Regions from separate parts of the Sus scrofa genome. Here region 1 is linked to region 2. Evidence: chromatin contacts called from public Hi-C data. All regions are on one chromosome and are shown on one strand. The core of a region is the stretch at or near the end of the contact, and the rest is flanking DNA. Distances in the headings are between cores, read along the strand shown.

Region 1 (3,432 bases), core at 439-2,938, 760 kb before region 2:
CCTTACTTGCCTCTTTTCCACATCACAGCTCATGGCCCCACCATGGCTCACCCTACACACCACCTGGAACCTGCTTTAAACAGCAGGTGCTTCTGGGGGTCCCAAGCCTACCAAGCCCTACAGAAATGATTTGGGGTCCCTCTCAGTTGGGGTGTCTGTGGGGGAGGGTGGCGAGCCACTGAGGAGGCTTTTGTGATGGTGGAAGGGCTGATGGAGCCCTGGGTGCTGCTGGAACCCTGAGACCCTTAGACGGGGAGCTGTCACCTGGAAGACTATCGGTCTGCCACCGTCTAGTGCTCTCCGGGTGCGGCCACATGTTCACTTGTACAGAGCAGACTGTGGAGTCCATGGCTGATCTCTTTAGCCCCATGTAAGCCCAAGAGAAATGCAAGTACTCCCTACCCGCCTACCGGGCCTTCTGTAGATGAAGGAATTCTCCAATCCATCAGGTAGGAGGTACCCAAGTAGACTCAGCATTCCTAGGAAAGATTCTTTGCTTTGTGGCCGCATCCACGGCTTATGGAAGTTCCCAGGCCAGGGACTGAATCTGAGCTGCAGCTATGACAGCACTGGATCCTTAACCCACTGCACTGGGCCTGGGGTTGAACCTGTGCCTCCGCATGCCACTCCAGTTAGGTTCTCAACCCACTGGGCCACAGCAGGAACTCCTAGAAGAGATTTTTCAGAACAAAGAAAACTGTTGAGAGCTTCTCCCTCCTATGTCTTCAGAACACAACGATGACCAGTTCTTGGCAGTGATTCCAAGTCTGAATTCCAGGAGAGCAGCAGGAAGAGCTGAACAGGTCACCTCCTCCTCTGCGCCCAGGGCCACAGCACGCCACGTTCCGGGTCTGGACGGAAATGCCCCCTCATGATTGTAGGATTCAGCTTCTCTTTCATTCTCTGAAAATACAACTGATCAGATCCTATTAGAGGCATGAGAAAACAACACAAGAAATCACCATGAGTAAAAATGGATTCTCAAAGGAAACAGCTTTTGTCATGACTACTGTCACAACTGGGTTCAGGGAGGACATGAATTTAAAGATTTTTATATAACTACATTCTTCCAGCTTCTACTGAAGGCTCTTTTTTTTTTTTTTTGGTCTTTTTGCCATTTCTTGGGCAGCTCCTGGGGCATATGGAGGTTCCCAGGCTAGGGGTCGAATCGGAGCTGTAGCCACCGGCCTACGCCAGAGCCACAGCAACGTGGGATCCGAGCCTCGTCTGTGACCTACACCACAGCTCACGGCGACGCTAGATCTTTAACCCACTGAGCAAGGCCAGGGATGGAACCCACCACCTCATGGTTCCTAGTCAGATTCGATAACCACTACACCACGACGGGAACTCCTGAAGGCTCTTTTTCTCGTCTTGGGCATAGAGGCCGAGATACAGAAGAGCTTTAAAGGACCTAATTTCCCCGAGTGAATAACAGAGGCAAACGTTAATGGTAATGTCAGCACGACCAGTTCTTAACAGTTTCTATTTTAGGGGTGTGCTCACTGTTGTCCAGTTCTGTGCCTCAAACCAGGAGCAGTATGTTCATTCCAAAAAGAAGTCTGAAAAGCTTGGGGAAGCTGAAAAGTACTCCCCCACCCCCTCCCTCGACTCACACCCTCAACTCTCCATTTGTGGGTAAGTCTCCTCCTGCCACTGCCTCGGATGGTGGAGAAAACGGAGCTGCTTCCAAGGAAGATGAACAGCCCAGAGCTGGTCCCTTCTGGTTGGGAGCTGCCCTGCCTTATTTGAAACATGGATCTTACAAGTTGAGCATCTGAAAGAAACCAGCCAGGCTCCCTTAGGGTCGGCTTTGCCCAGTCCCTAGAACAAAAGCCAGAGCATTTTGGACAGGAGCAACCTAAACATGTATCAAGCAGTCCAAGAGATGGTCAGTTACACAAACACTTTCAGGCCAAACTGCCTGGCGGAGGGTGGCCGTGGGAAAGCTTTGGTGCCACCTAGTGGCCGCCATGCGGGAGGGCCAGCAACAGCTCTCTTCCCTGCAGAAGACTCCGCCCTGATCAACGCGCAGAGGCATTGCACCTCCACTAATTATTCTGTATTTGATTATTTTATTGCCACAACGTGCTGAGGCAACTGAAATAACGATGACATGAGACGATGCAAACAGAAAGAGAAAATCCAGGCTAAAGAAAAAAGAGCCTAGAAAAAACGCCAACCATGAAGGAAAATTGCTGCAGATGAATTTCCTAGAAGCCAAAGCAAAAAGGGAAATGTGACCAGCTTAGTGGTTCTCATTGATGATGAGAGAATCCAGTGACACTGTCTTTTTTTTTTTTCCCTCCCGCAGTTGACTTTTTTTTTTTTTTAATTTTCCCACTGTACAGCAAGGGGGTCAGATTATCTGTACATGTATACATTACAATTACATTTTTCCCCCACCCTTTCTTCTGTTGCAACATGAGTATCTAGACAAAGTTCTCAATGCTATTCAGCAGGATCTCCTTGTCAGTGACACTGTCTTATTTCATTGTAATTTAGCTTGCCTCAATGCCCCTTCTCAACAGAAACCAGGTTTTTCTTAGCACAGATGTCTAAAATTGCTTTCTCAGAAGGGGGTTTTCATAAGGGATTTTCTCTGTAGGGTAGGTGACCAATTTGGTCCAAGTCGGTAGCTTTCCTGATTGAAGGATGGCATTTCTAAGACCCGGAGGAGAAGACACGGCCACGTGCTTTGTAAAAGCTCCCTGAACATCTCCAGCTGTAGTGGGAAGAGGGAAATTTGGCCCTGGGCAGAAAGCATGCAAGCTGGCTTCCTCCAGTCCGTTGAGACCAGATCTGCAGAGTTTGGCAAGCAGAGGACAAGTGGTGAGGCAGGCACCCTCCTGGGAGACTCAGGCTCCCACCCACAGTCCTAGCCCACAGCTCCTAGAGGCCCCCTGCATCCCTGGCTACAGTCTGCAGGTCCAAAGCCAATCCAATTCTCTAACCTCACTCCCCACTGGTTAAAAAGGCTTCTGGCACTTCAAAGCCCTTCCAGAGAAGTCATAAATTCCCTCAGCCTACCCTCCACTGAGATTCCTGAAAACTGACAGGAATTCAGTTCCCTCCACTTGTTTCACTGATCTGAGTGGATTTATTTATTCAACAAGTATTTACTGAGTCCCACGATGGTTTAAAGAAACAGTGCAACATATAAAAACTACATAACATCTTCATTTCCACTCACATGCTGGTAAATTTGATATAATGCTCACTAACAATAATAATAAAGTTTAAAATCCAGGATGCACCAAGTACTGCATCGTTTGATCCCTGGGTCAAATGAGTTGATAAGCAAACCTCATAGAACAACTGCATGTCAGCCAAGGGGACCTGGGACTGAAGGGGAGAAACGTCATCTCATCCTCAGGGAACTAACCCTACTCCCAGCCCTCCAGCGACCGCTTTTCATAGAGTGCCAAGTAC
Region 2 (3,350 bases), core at 165-2,664:
GCTGTAGCTCAGGTTCGATCCCTGGCCTAGGAACTTCCACATGCCTTGGGTGTAGCCAAAAAAACCCTGGGGAATAGGGAGTTGGTTCTTTGGGACATGAGTCTACCTTCTCCCCAGGATTGCTGGCTTCCTCACTAAAGCTATCTTTCCTTTTACCCAATGCTTATCTCTCTGTATGGGATTCATGAGCTATGAGCAGTCAAATCTGAGGTTGGGAACACCCTGAATTCCATGGAGGCAAAACAGGTGAGTCTATTGGACATCTGCAGGCACCACAGCTACATCCCGGGAGAGGGGCATTGTGCTTGCAAACCTGACTGCTTTGACGGTGAGCCGTCCACGAGCCTGCCCTCGGTTAGGGTTTTGCATTCTTGGCATATCCAGCAAGAATGTTCAGAGATGCTCACGGCCCGTAGCTGACTGCCTTTCCCACGGCCTCCTGGCTGGTCCTTTCACACATCAGGCCTTTGCAGTGGCTGTTCCCCTTGCCTGGAAGGCTCTTCTCCAGATGTAAGCAGGACTCTTTAAATGTTGGCTCAAACGGCACCTTCAAAGCCAGACCACCCGTCCTGACTGGCCTGTTCAACACTGTTCCCTTCATTCTGCCTCAGTCTATTTTATTTTCCCGCAACACTTACCACCTTCTAACCGGCCACATCACATACTTAAGAATAAAGTTTCCATTTATTGTCTGTCTCTTCCCATGCTTGCCCGCCCCCCCCAACCCCGGAATATAAACTCCACAGTTGCACAGCAGGCTGAATTCTCAGCTGGCTCTGGTGCACCCCCTGTATACTCCCCTTGAGCGAAAGCGTTCCCTGTCCATGGGGAACATGGTTAGTTAGGATACATAGCAGCGGGGATGTGCTGGTATAATTAAAGTGACTAAACAGCTGACTTTGAGTTACTAGAAAAAGAAATTATACAAATGGCCTTGACCTAATCACAAGAGCCACTTAAATCTAGGTCTCAGCTCAGAAACAGAAGTGAGCAAGTCCACACTGGAGGGGCCTAGGGTGGGGGCCCCGTGGCAGGGAGGGGAGGCTGGCTTCCAGACCCAGAGGACCACCCTTGGTCACCCGCCAGCAAGAAAGCAGGCCCCTGAGCCCTACAATCACCGTAAGTGAGATGTGCCAACAACATGCATAAGCCTGGAAGGGGACGCAGGGCCTCAGATAAGGCAGCAGGCCCAGCGGATACCTTGATTTCAACCATGTGAGAGCCTGCGCACAGAAGCCAGCCAAGCCAAGTCCAGGCTTCCCATCTTAGAGGAACAGGGAGATGGCAGGTGGGTTTCTACTTTCTACAGATAAACATTTCATGACCTAGAGCCGGGATTCTTCTGTTCAGAAATGAGCCGTGTGAGGATAAACAAAGGCTTCACCACCCCCTTTACAGGCAGGTGTGGCAAGGACCCCTGCGGCTTTCAGCTAAGCTCCGTGTTTCAAGTCTCAACAATCTGCCAGGAGCACTCAAAGGCATCACAATAGCTCTAGTTTTCCAAAACACAGGGGTGCCCTACTTAAAAAAATTTTTAAAGGCCATCATAAGAAAGTTTAAGCTTACACCATAAACAAGCTCAGTGGAGGTTCTTTACACTGTTTTAAAAATAAAAAGCTCTCATTTTATAATGGTATTCAGTATAAACAGTCCTCAACGGTCCATTTTGCATCCTCCGTTCTACTCAATGGGCCAGCAGCCCAGGCATTCAGTCCCCAACCATGTGTGAGCACCCGCTCGGTGCTCGGTGCTGAGGAGCAGGCGGCGAGCAAAGGAATTCGTTATAGCTTTATTATCTTAAAGAGAGACAAATATTACTTGCATAGACACACACACACAGAAGTGCTGGCGCGTCCAGTAAAGGGGTCTGTAACTTGCACTGTGAGTTCGGAAGAGGCCTGACCATGAGCAGGACTTACCAGACGGAGGTGAGCACAGAATAACCCACAGAATGTGGAAGATGGTCTTGCGGTGTCCTCGTTAGGAATCCACGAGCAGCAACGGAGGGCATTGCATTCAGAGGCTGCCCCTTAAAAGTTGCTCCACAGAACTCAGTTCCCTGCTCACGTGGGCTCTCAACTCCCAGGAAGAGCTGGGAGTGAGTGTCCTGAGAGCTCTTTTAGGAGTTCCCTTCGTGGCTCAGTTAACGAATCCGACTAGGAACCATGAGGTTGCAGGTTTAGTCTCTGGCCTCGCTCAGTGGGTTAAGGATCCGGCGTTGCTGTGAGCTGTGGTGTAGGTCACAGGTGTGGCTCGGATCTCGAGTTGCTGTGGCTGTGGTGTAGGCAGGCGGATACAGCTCTGATTAGACCCCTAGCCTAGGAACCTCCATGTGCTGGGGGTGTGGCCTTGAAAAAGACAAAAAAAGAAAAAAAGAGTGAGAGCTTTTTTAAAGACTGTACCCAGTTTCAGGAGTTCCCGTTGTGACTCAGCAAGTTAAGAACCCAACTAGTATCCATAAGGATGCACTTTCAATCCTTGGCCTTACTCAGTGGGTTAAGGGTCTGGCGTTGGTGTAGGTCGCAGATGTGGCTCAGATCTGGCATTGCTGTGGCTGTGGTGTAGGTTGCAGATCCAACTCCAATTCCACCCCTAGCTTAGGAACTTCCATATGCCACAGGTGTGGCCCAAAAAAGACAAAAAAAAAAAGCCTGTACCGAGTTTCAATTTGTAAGAAACACGGAGAGCTACTTTGAAGACAATGGTTTTGGTTTTTGGTTTCTGGCTGCACCTGCAGCATTCAGAAATTCCCAGGCCAGGAATTGAACCCAAACCACAGCAGGAATAACACCTATCCTTAACCACTAGGCCACCAGGGAACTCCATGCAATGGCTTTAATTTGTGAAAAAGACACAGTGCCCCACATAGTGTAAAAGCTCAAAAAGTAGCCTTTAAATTTTATGTACTGATTTTCACACGCCCGATAGTGCTTGAAGATATGTAGGTAACATTCCTGCTCCAAGAACTGCTTACGACCCATGAATCCAAGCACCCCCAGTGCTGGTGCTGGGTGCTGGATGGGGACCCTGCATGGTCGACTGTGGGTGTATACAGCCCTGTTGCAGCCTTTGCAACAGCTGACACGCTCTATGTGTTTGCAGTCTGTCTCTTCTCACTACAATGTAAGTAGGACAGGCACTACTGTATTCCTGGCCTCTGGAACAATGCATACAGTAAGCGCTCAATAAATGTTTGTTACGTGAATGAACAGTCTCTGAGTAATGTTCCTTCAATGGATTTTTATTTTATTTTTTACCTTTGAGGTCGAGTGATGGACGAAGGCAGAGGAAATGTGAGATGGCATGGGTTGGAGAAGAGGAATTGCTTCCTTCAAGTCCTCCCCTCCCCC

What was found. Hi-C and Micro-C count contacts between places; a contact is called where the count stands out from the background.
Region 1: a Hi-C map of heart right ventricle shows a contact between it and region 2, with 3 times the contacts expected there. The contact joins two enhancer-like sites. A contact is called at or near these places in 2 of 47 Hi-C or Micro-C datasets (embryonic fibroblasts and heart right ventricle).

The regions. Positions count from the first base shown.
Region 1 is chr11:16,568,672-16,572,103 of Sscrofa11.1, reverse strand. LOC110255752 (a long non-coding RNA gene) reads right to left here. Exons shown (of 4, transcript XR_002336540.1): 4 at 1-926. Among named protein-coding and RNA genes, the nearest start is that of SERPINE3, 70 kb to the right of the region's middle. Within about 2 kb of position 1,688, at least 11 of the 83 cell types and tissues checked have an H3K27ac peak or open chromatin away from gene starts, as enhancers often do.
Region 2 is chr11:15,807,340-15,810,689 of Sscrofa11.1, reverse strand. The region is part of intron 3 of NEK5 (serine/threonine-protein kinase Nek5); the gene reads right to left. Among named protein-coding and RNA genes, the nearest start is that of NEK5, 9.9 kb to the right of the region's middle. Within about 2 kb of position 1,414, at least 3 of the 83 cell types and tissues checked have an H3K27ac peak or open chromatin away from gene starts, as enhancers often do.